2 separate regions of the Rattus norvegicus genome follow, and region 2 is linked to region 1. Evidence: chromatin contacts called from public Hi-C data. All regions are on one chromosome and are shown on one strand. The core of a region is the stretch at or near the end of the contact, and the rest is flanking DNA. Distances in the headings are between cores, read along the strand shown. Region 1 overlaps Ablim2 (actin binding LIM protein family, member 2). Region 2 holds the start of Ablim2 (actin binding LIM protein family, member 2).

Region 1 (6,927 bases), core at 651-3,150:
CTGCTTGCTGCCGAATGGCTCAAGGGAAGGCAATGAGCTAATCAGCAGACACTGGCACATCCACCATTCCACAAGGGTATCATGCTGGAGGACACGGAGGTGACACCAATGTCAACGGCACAGGGCAGTCTGGAGTGAAGTGGCCCCTGAGAGGCTTCTCTTGCTTTTCCTGAATTGTTAAGTCAGGGAGTCTCATTTGTCTCAAAGCCCCAAGCTACCCTGAGCCCACTCCTCCTACCTTCCTCTCAACCTGGTGACGTAAAGCAAGGGTTTACTCCTCTGAAAACTTTGGGGCCTTGCTAGGAACCACTGAGACCCCTAAGTAATGTCTTTTGTGACCCAGGTACTGAATTATACCACCAGATCTCTGACTACCATGCCTGTGTCTGTGTATGCACATCTGTACTCACATGTGTAAGTAAGGGTCCCCAAAAGAGAGAATAGGACAAGAAAGATCAGGAATGTGGGGTCCAGAGGACATGTGTCCACAGAGTGCAAGCTAGGGGAGGGGATTCAGGGCATCAAGTCTCACTCTAAGGCCTCTTACAACAAAATCCAACCCTGTCCCTTTTCCTGCAGACTTGGGCAGCTATCAATGGCTCCCACAGAGCTGGAAGATGCATATATAATAAAACATGCACCCATTGCTAGGATAGCAGTAGCTGGCAGAGAACAGATGCCCCGAGGGACTGGGCAGCACACTGGGATGGAGATAAAGGTACAGGTGCAATGCTAGACCCTGGGGGTTCCCTGCTCCGGCGACATGAAGTCAGGACACCAAGAGAAAAGCAAAGGCAGGGGGATGCAGTCATGACTACACATGGTACATGGCAGGTGGAGTAGTTCAAACCCTCAGTAAAGGTCCTACTGTGCAGAACCCTCCTCAGCTGTGGTACAGTACAGGTGGCTGGGTTCCTACAGGCCAGGTACACACACATAACAGCTGCTTCCTGTGTGCACCGCTCACGTTGGCTTGCTGTGTGGCTGACAGACAAGCCCTTGTCACTGTGGGGATGACCAGTGAAGACACCTGATACAACCTGCCTCACAGGGACCAGCACATTCAAAAGCACCTGGGATGAACAGCATCATCCTGGCACAGGCAGATGAGAAAGTGCCACGGGAGGTATAGTGTACACACTCAGGCCACACAGCATGGCAACAGCAGAAGCAGGACTCCGAGAGGTGACCTCTACAGCTTGGCTTCTTCCCACACCGTGTCCTGCTTCCCTCAGTCCCGAGTCTCAGGCAGTCCATAAGTTCCAGTGGCGATTGCTGGGGGCACAGGCTGAATGCCATGGGGGAGATCTGGGTTGAGGTCATGGGAATGGAACCAGGCACTCCCCTAATAGATCAAGAACCAAACCCTGAAAAATACCATCCTGAAACACCGACATTCTATTTCAGTCCCCAGCTAATGCCCAGATGCCAGAACACTACACAAGGCAGTGAGGGCTATGGGTAACTATGTTCTGCTCTGTGGAGAAGCCTTCATTGCCCAAACTCAAGTCCCACAAAGCACTTGTGCACTCCCAGCATGAGGCAACCACCCAGGGCAAACAAAGATCCTTGGGCAGAGCACTGAGGGATGATATTGTAGCTAGCCCAGCAGACACAGGCACGCACAGGGGAATCTCCACTTCCTCTCACCATGCCTTCAGCTAGCTTCCCCCAAAGAACCTACAGCAGACCCAGACCTGTGGGGCCGCTTGGTGTGCCTTCTCACATTGATATCGGCTTTGTGTGCATGTTCTGAGATCCTGAGGGACATCCACTGCTTACAAAGACTTCCCACAGAACAACATTCCAATTTCCAGTTGGTCACAATGTCTGGCTGTCTGTACCTCCACTCGTCCCTCCCTTCCTGTGTGTACTGGTCAAACAGTGCCGTGCATGATCGGGAGTGAGGGTTTGAAGAATGGTCGTGCTGTCTATTGCTGGCCAGGCAGAGCACTGTTGTATGCCCAGCGCCTAGTGACCCGAGGGTCAGCATTGCTACTCTGGCTTCTATCCTAAGTCAGTGAGTAGGGAGCCCAGATTTCACTCAGAGTTGGCACCACCATGATGGCAACCAGGGTTTCCCTCTGTTTCCTCACACCATAGATCTCCATGAATCCCAGTCACAGCCACGGAAAACCTCCTGCCCAGCTTAGACGAGAGGCTGCTTCTGTGTGAGACTGAGCCTGCCTGTAGCCTGTGGTGGCACCCACAGCATCTTCAGTGAACAACACGATGGGAATTTACTCCATGCTTGGGGATCATCCCCAAGCCAGACTTCACAACACCCACAAGGCTAGGCATATGTCAGCTTTGTTACCCGTGACATTGGGCCATATCTCTTAGGAATCTCTAAGTGCTTTCTCGGGATGTTATGGGGACCAGGACTGTGCCTTGTACCAGTTTCCAGGTCTGTGCTCGCCTCCTGGCCATGACCACATCCTCCCCCAGGGAAAAGCAGCCCTGGGAGCTGTTCTCTTTGCTGTCTTGCCTCCTCCGTGAGAGCCACCAGAGGGCGCTGTGCGCACATCAGCTAGCTATGTCACTGCAGAGAGCCGGTGGGTGAGGCCAGGGCTCTCTGATCTTTGGGAGGTTTTGGTTTTGTTTTAATTTTATTTTTGAGACGGAGTCTCACTAGGTAGCTCAGGCCAGCTTCAAATTCACAGCAATCTTTCTGCCAATTTTGTCATCCACACGCTGTCTCTTGCTTTTAGCTTTTTTAGGGGGAGTAAAGCTGAGATTTGGGGGCCCACTCAGTAGGGGCCCCTCGCTGGCAGTCTCCGGGTGCGCTTCAGAAGAGCCACTCACGTGAGTAGAGGCTGTCCCCTGGCATCCTTTGGAGAGGTTCTTGATCAGCCCCACTGCTGAGGGACAGAGACTGACTGTCCAAGTCCGGAGAGTTAGTTCTGGTGTCTGCATCTCCCTTGAGGAGCAGCCACGTTGTCTTCTGCAGAGGAAAAGAAAGTTATGGGGACATTGAGGCTACAATGGTGACGTTTCACCAGAAGCTTCTAGCAGCTCCGTACTTATAACCCATAAGCCAACTCCACCGTGAGAAGCCAAACGTTTCACACCAGTCTCACCATTAAAGGAAGCTCACTCTGAAAGTTCATGAAGCAGCTGGAGAAATGCTGCCTACAGCCTGCTGCTGTGGTGATGCCTGGTGCCCACATCCTCTCGGGGCACTTTTACAACTGGCCACATCCAAGAGGTATGCCAGTAAGGTCTGTGACATTCTACTCTCTGGCCATTTAAAAACAAAACAGAAACAGAAACAAACAAAAAGCCCACCTGCCAAGCTGTTCTAGAACCTTCATATCAAATACCCCAGAATGCACTGGGGTTGTTTTCTGTCGACATTCAGGTCTCCTCACTCCCAGAACTATGACCTGGCTACATGGCAGAGTCAGGACACTGGCAAAGCATGTGCCCATACTGAGCGTTAAAGGAGGCAGGTGGGTGTGGCTCCCACTTTGGTCCTCTTGGGACCAAGGGACCAAGGGCAGAGAGAGAGGAGTGGAGATTCCCCTGGAGTGGCCATCCCATCCCGCAGGGCTGTGGTACCCCTTCTTACCTTCCTGCTATCCTGGTCGAAACTGCTGTCCTCCACGTCCAGTCGCCTGGCGGCTGGAAGGGAAAATCAGTCTGTAAAGGCAGCTCACCCTGTGTTTGTCCCAGGGGCCCTACTTTACATAATGCTCAAAAGTGGGAAAAAAATCAATGAAAAGGACAATGCAATGAATGCTTTTCACAGGCTGGAAGAATGACACACTAGAGCAGAATCCTCAGGGACTTGGGACTCAGGAGGTGCCTGTGCCCTGAGCAAAGCACCACCTCACTTTAATTCTAGTCACGCCTCCAACCTGGAGAAATGGAACCACATTCGCAGGTGTAGCCATTTGGATTTTGATGGATATAATATTGACCTTTGGAGGGGGAACCTGAAGGGACAGAAGGTCTCGGTCTCAGTGGCCTTGATGACAGACACAGGTGCACGCTTCTTGAGCATCACTGCTCTTTTCCCATCACAAGCTCTTCAAAACGGGGATTTTCCCCATTTCACAGATGGAGAGCCTATGGCTCAGGGCAATCCCTCACTTTTGAGACCAGCATGAAATGAGGTGAAGGGCTGAGAGTGACACGAATTGGGCTTTCCCCTGCCTGTCCCATTGAGCTACCTGCCCAGCCCTGAGCTATGCCACTGGAGGAGTCCTTGAGAAACATCAAAGAGTGACAGAATGCCCAGAGATGAGCTCACTCAGAACAAAAGTTCATGCCACAGCAGTGTGTTTACCAAGAAGACTCTTGGCAGCATTCTGTCATCCCACTGGGCTGACCTTGTTTACTCCTGGGCTGACCAGGAGTAAACAAAGAAACCATGCAAGGCATGCTGGTCTATTTCAGGACCCGGTCAGTGCAGGGAGACCTACCAAGATCTACCCCAAACCCATGCACACAGCAATTTCTGGAAGCCTCACCAGCTAGGGCTGAGCTCAGGGAGGAGAGCAGACGGGCTTCTTACCTGCAGCCTGCGGTGGGCTCAGCCCTGCCCATCTCTTGGAGCGCCCTGCCTCCTGCACCACCAAGGACAAAACTGACACCAGGCCAGAGAGCTTGGACATTGGGGACTGGGCTACAGGACCTTGACAAGATAGGGCCAAAATTGAAGACTGAGTACTTCCATTGTAGATATGCTGACTCTGCGTCTCCCCCAGTGGCTGCTGCATCTCCCAGGATTTCTTTTTTTTTTTTTAGTTGAAAGTAAACCCTCTGTTCTCTCCACATCCAGAGCCCAGTGAACTACCGGCCTGCTGGGGAGGTCCAATGGGGGTACTCAGAGAGGTGGGCTGTGTGACTCCTGCTGCTCAGGCAATGGCTGTCAAATGTGGCTACTGCGCCAGCACTGAGAGGGCACCGGGACAAGCATGCTGGGGCCACTCTAAGCTCTGACAGTTCTTCTCCACCATGTGTGCTAGGGGCTTTTTTGGGATCTGAAATCCCACCCTGGTAGCCCAGACCACGGATTTTCAAGATTTCATATAGCTAAGGCTAACACAATAGCATAATGCCACCCAGGGCTCCAGAATAATTCTCTGCTTGCTGAGGGAATGCTCCATGGAGACTTAACGAGGTCCTCTGCCAACACTACGAACCGCGGCAGGTGTGCAGTTTGCCAGGCCAGAGCCAAAGGCATTTTGCCTTGTTGGTAGGTTGCTTCCGTAACAACTCTGAGCCTAGGTTTCCTGATCTGTGAAATGGAAAATGCCAACCATACCCCTCTAATTCAGGCAGACCAGGCAAGACAGTGCCTCAAGAAATGAAAGGCAGCTTACAGGTCTGCCATGCTAGGAATAGGCAAGAGGTCAACCCTGAAGGTAATTTGCCAGCATCGCTTCCCTCCTTCCTTGATGTGCCACACAAGTGTGCCTCTGGCTGCTCATCCATTTCATCTACGTACTCTCTTGACATTCTACACACCCACTCATCCTACCTGCTCATCCACCTGTCCACCCAGACACTAACCCATGAATCTCCTCATGTATCTATCCACTAACCATCCACCCATCCACTAAGCCGTCTGTCTGTCTGTCTGTCTATCTATCTATCTATCTATCTATCTATCTATCTATCTCTCTCTATCATCTATCATCCATCTATCCATCCATCATCTATCTATCTATCTATCTATCTATCTATCTATCTATCTATCTATCTCTCTATCATCTATCATCCATCTATCCATCCATCATCTATCTATCTATCTATCTATCTATCTATCTATCTATCTATCTATCATCTATCCATCCATCCATCCATCCACTAAGCCATCTATCTATCTATCTATCTATCTATCTATCTATCTATCTATCTATCTATCTAATCTATCATCTATCCATCCATCCATCCACTAAGCCATCTATCTATCTATCTATCTATCTATCTATCTATCTATCATCTATCCATCCATCCATCCATCCACTAAGCCATCTATCTATCTGTCTATCTATCTATCTATCTATCTATCTATCTATCTATCTATCTATCTATCATCCATCTATCTATCCATCTATCTATCATCCATCTATCATCCATCCATCATCTATCCATCCATCTATTATCTATCTATCTATCTATCTATCTATCTACTATCCATCCATCCATCCATCTATTCATCCATCACCTATTTATCTTCTACTAATCATGTATCAACCAATCATCAGTTCTTCCATCCATCCATCCATCCATCCATCCATCCATCCATCCACCCATGCACTATCCATCCACCCACCCACTAAACCATCTATCATTTGTCTGTCTACCTACCTACCTACCTTTCACTCACTCATGCACCCACTGACTCACCCATCCCTGTATTCACCGTTCTCCAGTTATTCACCCAACCGCCCACCTATGCGTACCTCCCTTTGTCTGCTTCCGTCTATTCTTTTGTCCACTGAGGCACCCACTCATGCACGCAGTCCTTTATCTACCTGTCCCTCGTCATGCTGGGCTTCTGCCGCCTAGCCCTTCAGTATCCATCCTCTCCTTCCCCACTGCACAGTGTGCACCTGCCCTGTCCTGAGTATAGGAAAGCAAGAAACAGACATGGTCCTTTTCTGTCTCTGCGGATGGACTTTGTTCTCCCTGCAAGGTGTATAAGCTACAAGGCCTAACCTTTGCTCACAGGGCACACATCTACCTCCCCACTGAGCAACTGACAGGAGATGCTCGAGGTCACAGCAGCATCTAATGTGCCTCCAGTGACAAGTATATTGACCTCCAACAGATAAGTGGACTTGGAAAGTAGGTGGACACAACACAGTGGCTACACGGGAGTCAAGCACCTTCCTTCTGGTGGTGTCCACACTTCCATAGCTCTGGCTTCCAGGTGGCCACCAAGACTGTTACAGAGTGCTCAGCTCAGGTCTC
Region 2 (7,359 bases), core at 2,685-5,184, 99 kb after region 1:
TGTGGAACATCCTCTTTCCCTGCATCACCACTCCCAGAACCAAAACATCTCTGCCTCCTGCTTTCCACTCTGTATCTCATTACAGAGAAGAGCAGGCAGTAAGTGGCTGTCAGATGCTGCCTCAGCCACGCCGGCCATTTTCTGGCTGAGGCTTTCTTCCCTGTGTGGTAGAGTTGGGATCACAAAGGGATGTGCTGTTTCACACTCCCCTGCTACTATTTATTTATTTATTTATTTATTTATTATTTTATTTTATTTCTGATGTGTACAAGTGTTTTGTCTGCATGGGTACCTGTGCACCACCTGTGTGCCTGGTGTCTGAGGAGGCCAGAAGGGGGCACCAGATTCCCCTGGAACTAGAGTTACAGATGGTTATAAGCCACCAAGTGGCTGCTGGGAATCAAACCCTCAACCTCCGGAAAAGCACCAGTAAGTACTCTCAGTCATCTCTCCAGCTCCCCTCTGCTGTTTCTTAATGAGATCGGTTTTCCTAAGCATTTTCTGCTAACACTGAGGGGCCATCGTATGGATTGTTAATGCCTTCCAAAGCCCACCTAGGATGCATGTTTCAAGAAACTGATCATTTCCTCAAGTTCTCGTTTGCTGCAGTCTCAGAGCCTAGAGCACCGCAGACACACAGTAGGCACTTTGTAAATATTTCCAAGATGGAAGTATGAGGGTCAGCATTCTTTGTTTCCCACCTTGGCTGGTGACCCGCTCTGCTGTGTCAGTGGTACCCCAGCAGACGGCTTGTGCCACATGCTGCCCACTCCTGGGCTAGGAGGAGCGAGTGCCACATTCCAAGTGTATTAGAGTGCCAGGCTGCCCCTGGATGTACAAAGCACTGTCCTTGACCCTGGATGGGTGCCTGTCCTTCTCCAGGCCCCGATGTCCTGTGTGGGGGTGGGTACATCCGAAGCATCCTCGGGTCCCTTCCAGCTGCTTACACAGCAGCCACAGGAGTGATTGGTGGCTGAGCCAGGCGGCCAGTCCTTCACCTGTTATGAGCTGAATTCTCACCGTGCACTCCTGACCCCAGCACCTTAGACTGTCTGTATGTGGAGACAGGGCTTTGGCAGAGGTCATCAGGATGAAATGAGGTCACTTATGTACCCTCATCTAAGCAGCATGGTGTCCTTGGAAGAAGAGGATTTCAGGACACAGACACGCAGAGGGACAACTCTGTGAGGACACAGGAAGGGGATGCTGTCTACAAGCTAAGGAGAAAGAAACCAATCTGCAGATGCCTTGATCTTGGTTGTTTTGGCTCCCGGATTATCCAAAAAAATAGATTTCTCTCATAAAGCTCCCTGGTCTGTGGCACTTAGTTACAGAATAACACACACACACACACACACACACACACACACACACACACACACATCTCTACCTCAGCTCAGCCAGGTTCATCGCAGCCTCCAGGTCCATGTAGGCTTAGCAAGTACACAGGTCCCAGTACTCAGGACCCAGTGCATGGTGGCAGAGGCAGCACAGGGTCCATCACACCCACTCCTGATTCCCAGCCCCCTTATCCCACTGTGGCCACCCGGGCTGCAGTGCAGCCTGACTCCCAGCACCACCTTACGGGCTCACTTTACACTGCACACACAACTGTAGAGGTTCCCTCCATACATCTGGGGAAACTGAGGCACAGAGAACGGCACGACTAGTCCGCTGGATTTAGGACAAGACCAGGTGTCGTGGAACACCATCTCCTTCTGCCTCGCTGTGGCACTCTGTAAGCCTTTCCCTGGTCACTTGAAACCAACAGGCAACCACAGCTAGGGTAGCATCCACAGGCCTCAGTGACACACCAGAACTAGCATTGGAGCAGCACTGTGCTGTCATACCCCAGTGGCACCCACTCTGTCCTCACCATAGTTGGGAAGGAATTCCTAGCCAAGGGCATAGTAAAGGTTTCCAGGAGCTCCCATTGCTTGCTCATCTGAACACAGGTTAACCAGGATCACTCCCTGACACTTGTCTGTGCCAGGTTCCAGGATGGTGCCAGCCATTCCTGGGGTGGCCCGGTGAAGTCTTTCCTTGTTGACAGTGAAAGCTCCTGACCTGCCTATGGATACAGCAGCCACACCCTGGGGCCCATGTGTCCATTCTCCTCCTGTAGATGAGGGTGAGCCCCTGCTGTGTATGCTGCCCAAAGCTAAGACATGATCCACAGGTGGGCCAGACAGCACTTGTGCTCTATCTCCAAATGGAGCCCAGAGCACCCAGAACGGCGATGACCATTCACACTCCTGGGGGGCTGCTGCGTGCAGGGGTTTTCTGCTCAGAGGGGAACCGAAGTTCCAAGAGAGCAGGCCAAGACTGGGAATGTGTCCCAGTGTAGACCATCGGACACCCATCAGAGTTCAAAACCCAGTCTCCTTGCCATGACCATCCCAGCCCTCCTCCCCTGGGGACAAAAACTACACATGCAAGAAGGAGTGGGCACCCACGCTTGCTCCTGATTACAGGAGAGCCAGAGGTATCAATTATGGTCTGAAAGCATGAAATTAACCCGCACACACCCAGCCATTATCCCCACCGCCATCAGATAAATGTCTGGAGGTACTGCCAAGTCTGAGGATGCCTTTGCCTTACACCCACAGGTAACAAGTTGGCCATCTCGGGAGGGCTCCCATACCACTTGCTCTCAGTTACTCTCAACATCCACTGCAGAAGTCCCTCCTTCCTTGGCTAGGAGGGAGAGGGGACAGTCCCCTAAGATGAGGTACTCCAGGCTGGAGCCTACAGTAACCTGCCCCCAAGCTCATTCCCTCCCTGTCCACTTTCTCCTAGAGGAAGCTGCTGTATCCATTGGTTTATGCAATGTAACCAAGGGCCACAATGCTATCAGTAGCAACTTGGGCTTGGGGGGAAGCATGCTGGAGTCAGGGAACCCTGGGTTCAAATCCCTATCACTTGTCAGAGTTCAAGTCATTGAAGTCTGGTCATCCCACGGCTCCTGAAAATGGAGGCCAGACCCTTTCTCCTGAGGAGTGAAAGGATCAGCCCTCCCAGCAAGCCGCACTCTTGAGGCTGTCAGATGGGTGCATTCTGAGGTGATTCTGAGGCCTTCCAGCTCTAGATCTCAGTTTCCCTCTGAGCACAAGCGCTGCTGGGTTGCAGGGATGTGGGATTTTCCAGCATCACACAGAGGCGGTCAGATCTCTGTAGGTGGGTGCGGCGGGAGAGGTAGGGCTGAGACGCTCAGGACTGAAGGGCTAGAAGGACACAGCGCACAGACAGCTCCGGGACTGACACACATACAGGCTCTGGCACTCAGATCTGCAGCAGCGAACCTAGGGAGCTCAGGGTCTGCCAGACGCCACCACCCAGGCTCTGCGGGAACCGCGCAAGGGCGGAGTCCCCTGCTGCAAAGCTCCGCCTGTCATCACACCTCTCTTCACGGTTAGGACTGCAGCGGCGACCCAGGGCTCCTTACTGGGACCCGGATCCCTTTACTGAAGCAACCTGGGACCCCACGAGAGGCAAGGAGTGAAGCCTGCCAGACAACCCTGGCAGCCACCCTAGCTGGCACGGTGGGAAGGGATTCCGGCTTACGCAGCTCCGCGCCCCCGGCTCAGAGATAGAGGCTGCCGGCCGGCCTTTCGGGGCTGCACACCCTGGAGAAAAAAAGTTGGGTGGAGCCGCTGGGCTCAGGAATTAGCTAGAGAAATTGGCTACGCACTGCAGGTATACCTAGTCCTCGAGACCCTACCGGGGTTGCAGCTATGAGCCTACGGATCACCGGTCGCAGCTCTCACCTGCACTCATGTCAGCGGCAGCTCCCAGTAGGGTGGTCCCCGTGCTGCGACAGCCCGAGGACTGGGCCGGCAGGTGCGGCGCTGGCACGATCCTCAGCACGCTTGAGGCCAGCGGCTCGGCGCACACAGTACCCGCTGCCCGCAGAGCCACCGCAGATCGGGGCTCCCGCCCCGCCCCTTTGCCCCGCCCCTCATCTAGGTCCCGCCCCTTGTCGAGCTGCGGGAGGGTCGCATCCTGGGAAGTGTAGGCGCTGTGCCCCCGCCGCCCGCCTGCGCGCCACCGCAGTTGGACGTGTGGACTACAAGTCCCGGCAGGCTGTGTGTTCCGCTCAGGCGCAGACTGGTGGTAGCGCAGGTACCCTCCCGCACCTGCTCCTAGAGCTCTGCAGAGCTGTCAACACGGTCTAAAGGAGGTGTGTAGGACTGTAGCTCATCTCAGCACTGGAATCTCAAAGAAGGACGCCCAAGAGAAAGCGATCTTGGAGCAACTCTACTGGAGTGATGGAGCCGACCTTCCCTTCCTTCCCAGTGAATATAAAAGGGGAAACTGAAGCAGGAGAGCGAGGCAGGAACAGGATTTAATGAAACACACACACACACCCGGGGCGAAGTCTGAACGGGTTGGGATCCAGATGCAGGTGTCTGAACTCCAAACTAGGCTGTTGGCAACCTCACCTTATGCCCCAGGCGTCGCTCTTACGGCTCGGCTGACGCTAGGTAGTGAACACTGAGGAGGCACTGGCACATCCTACCCTCTCGCCATCCTGCCCACACGGTAATCGATTTCCCTTGTGACGTCAGGCGTCCAGTGCAGGGCGTGGAAACAGACTGAAAGGAAAGTCGGCATAAGGAGGCGCAGGTGGATCCTGTCTCGTGTCGGTGGTGACAACAGGTGGGCACAAGAGACTGGAAGGAGCCAGCCTAAAGAGATGAGAGAGCATGGATTCACGGGGCCCAGAATGAGAACATAGGATCTGGGCTCTCGCACTGCATGAAGAGGCAAAGGCCAGGGACGTTTTGGCCCGGGTCAGGGCTGTTCCAAGTACTACTGAGGCAGAAGCAGAAATTCTTCCCCAGTGATCAGTATTGTCCATCTATTTCAAAGGGGACCAGGAGGCCAGAGGCTCTAGTAAAAAGCAGAAGCCCCGAGGGAGCAGCACATTCCTTTTTCCATTCTGTAAACCAAGAGGCTGCTGGCAGCTGTGCTTACAGCCACAGACGCCCACAACAAAACGGGGCTGCCTCCGGGATCTCTTGCCCCGAAAACGTGCTGATGGAAACAGGCCTCTACTTGCTCCAGAAATGTGTTTTGCCTCCACCTGCCTCCATCCGTTAGACCTAAGGGCAGTCCCTATCTTTTAGGATAGTTCTTAAGACCTTGTGAGCTTATGCTTGTGAATCCCAGAATCCACTGAGACCCTTGAGTGTTCTGACACTATTCTTCTCACAGGCCTGAGACAGCCAGTGGAGAAATAGTTACTGAAGAAACCTGGGGAAGACAGGACGGATACTGTTCTCCAGGTTTAGTCCTTTGAGAAGCTACTCGTTTTTCCTGTCTCTTGCCTGGGGCCAAAGTACCAGCATATCTCTCTCTCTCTCTCTCTCTCTCTCTCTCTCTCTCTCTCTCTCTCTCTCTCACACACACACACACACACACACTGGTTACACGGACTGGTAAAGACAGTGGGGGTGTTGGCTGTGATGTCTTCCCCTCTGGTGGAGGCCACTGTCACACTTGGCAGAAGCCCTACGAGTCAGGCAGCCTGTGCTTATAGACTGGTCTCAGAGCTCAGCATGCCATGGCCTGTAACTTCTAGAGGAATTGGCATATCCCTCTGAGAAGACACTTTCCAACACACGGGGGCTGAATGATCCAGCACAATTCTTTTACAAGGGCAGGATCGAAGACCCATACATAGGTCCTGGTCCCAGTGACCCAGGTGGTTGATAACCAAGGTAGGACTGATCCAGTTGCGGCTTTTCAATGCACAGAACCCGGCAGGGCTGGGTTTGACTTGTGGTAAATCAGTCTATTTGAATATATTAAGCCAGACCTTTGTTCTGAGTCTGCAGGGCTGTGACCTATGGGTGACCTCAGACACTGGCTTTCTCTCAATGCCTCCGCTTCCGCACCTTCCCCATCACAATGAATACCCGTGGGTTAAATTAGTAAGTAGTACAAGGAACACTGCTCAAAGCTGCTAGCCTAGAGCCAATGCTGAATAAACAATAGTCACGAGGACGGCGACTATTGACAGGTAGATGTAGCCATCACCCGCTTCCAAACATGGCCCACTCGGATCCATTCATGACTGCGGTCAACAATGACTTAGGAAAACCAAGTCCAACCATTAAGTGTTGCAGAGTTCCACTGCAGCTGTTTGAGCAGCCTGCCTGTAGAGGGAGCCAGAGGCTTCAAAGAGCACACGGGAGGCTCTGCACCCATAACTGCCAGAACACAGCACTCTAACTGACCGCTGAGACTCGGACAGAAGCAGATAAAATGTGGGAGACACCGTCTTGAATATCTAGCCTCCAGAATCATGAGCCGCAGAACCTCTACTTTTTAATAACCTACCTGGCTCAGGCATGTTGTCACAGCAACAGAATATGGCTTAAGATAGGGCATTCAGCTTGACTAGTCTCTTTCTGAAGAATCCTAGAGGGGGGTGGAGCTTTCCTAGGCACCAGGGCAACAGGGAAGGGATGGGTGTGGTCCAACACCCTGAGACTGCTGGCAACTTCAGAATGCATCATTGAGCCGTGCCCTTCCAGGAAGGATCTCTCTGTACAGGACTGCCTTTCATGGGATCTGAGTTCTTTGTGATTAGGAAACACTTAAAGACAAAAGCATCCATATGTCCCCTGTGTTCTGACCCGGTGTTCTCCTAGCTTGGAGACTGGGATCTGAAGAGATCTGGTGTATTATCAGGCCAAGATGTTAGAGCTTCAGGGTTGGGGATTTAGTTCAGTGGTAGAGCACTTGCCTAGCAAGTGTAAGGCCCTGGGTTCAGTACTCAGCTCCAATGGAAAAAAGATGATGTTAGAGCTTCTAGAACATTCAAAATGATGCCCAAAGCAGCAAGAAGGAGACAGGGTGCATAGGAGACAGGACAGGATTGTCAGAACCCCCACCTGGCCTTAGAGACATAGAAGTCACTCTTAACCCTTAGGAGAGGAGCCTAACTGTTGACTATGGAATGTAGGTTACTGTGGGATGAGGCACAGAACAAATAGATAGCTCGTGACCTATGACCTATTTAGAGAGTCACCAGCCAATCACTGCTCATGAGTACATTCTAGTGGCTGCGCTTAGCAATGGTGAATGCCTCGGTTTCTCTATCTGTAAAATGGAGATGATAAAACCCTTGAGATAATGCATATAATGTTTGACTCGGAAGCCAAGCCCCACATGAGGCCCACCCAGCTCTGGCTGGCTCATGGTGGAGAAAGGGAGGAGAGGTTTGAAACTGTACCCGAGGGCCCAAGCCAGGCAAGGCAGTCAGAGCAGGGCTAAGACACTTCCGAGTCAAACATTATATGCATTATCTCAAGGGTTTTATCATCTCCATTTTACAGATAAAAAACCAAG

What was found. A called contact is a pair of places that touch in the nucleus more often than the background predicts.
Region 2: a Hi-C map of Schwann cells shows a contact between it and region 1, with 5 times the contacts expected there. The contact joins the promoter of Ablim2 here to the enhancer-like site in region 1. A contact is called at or near these places in 8 of 12 Hi-C or Micro-C datasets (the A7r5 cell line, the Rat2 cell line, Schwann cells and 5 more) and 1 of 1 datasets of contacts at active chromatin or transcription factors (oligodendrocytes).

What each region holds. Positions count from the first base shown.
Region 1 is chr14:79,114,056-79,120,982 of GRCr8, forward strand. Ablim2 (actin binding LIM protein family, member 2) reads right to left here. Exons shown (of 20, transcript NM_001177695.1): 14 at 3,572-3,624; 15 at 2,806-2,944. Among named protein-coding and RNA genes, the nearest start is that of Afap1, 37 kb to the left of the region's middle. Within about 2 kb of position 1,901, at least 6 of the 93 cell types and tissues checked have an H3K27ac peak or open chromatin away from gene starts, as enhancers often do. A contact at or near this core is called in Schwann cells, where this site is marked.
Region 2 is chr14:79,211,038-79,218,396 of GRCr8, forward strand. It overlaps Ablim2 (actin binding LIM protein family, member 2), which reads right to left and starts at 3,935. Exons shown (of 20, transcript NM_001177695.1): 1 at 3,768-3,935. The coding sequence starts at 3,777.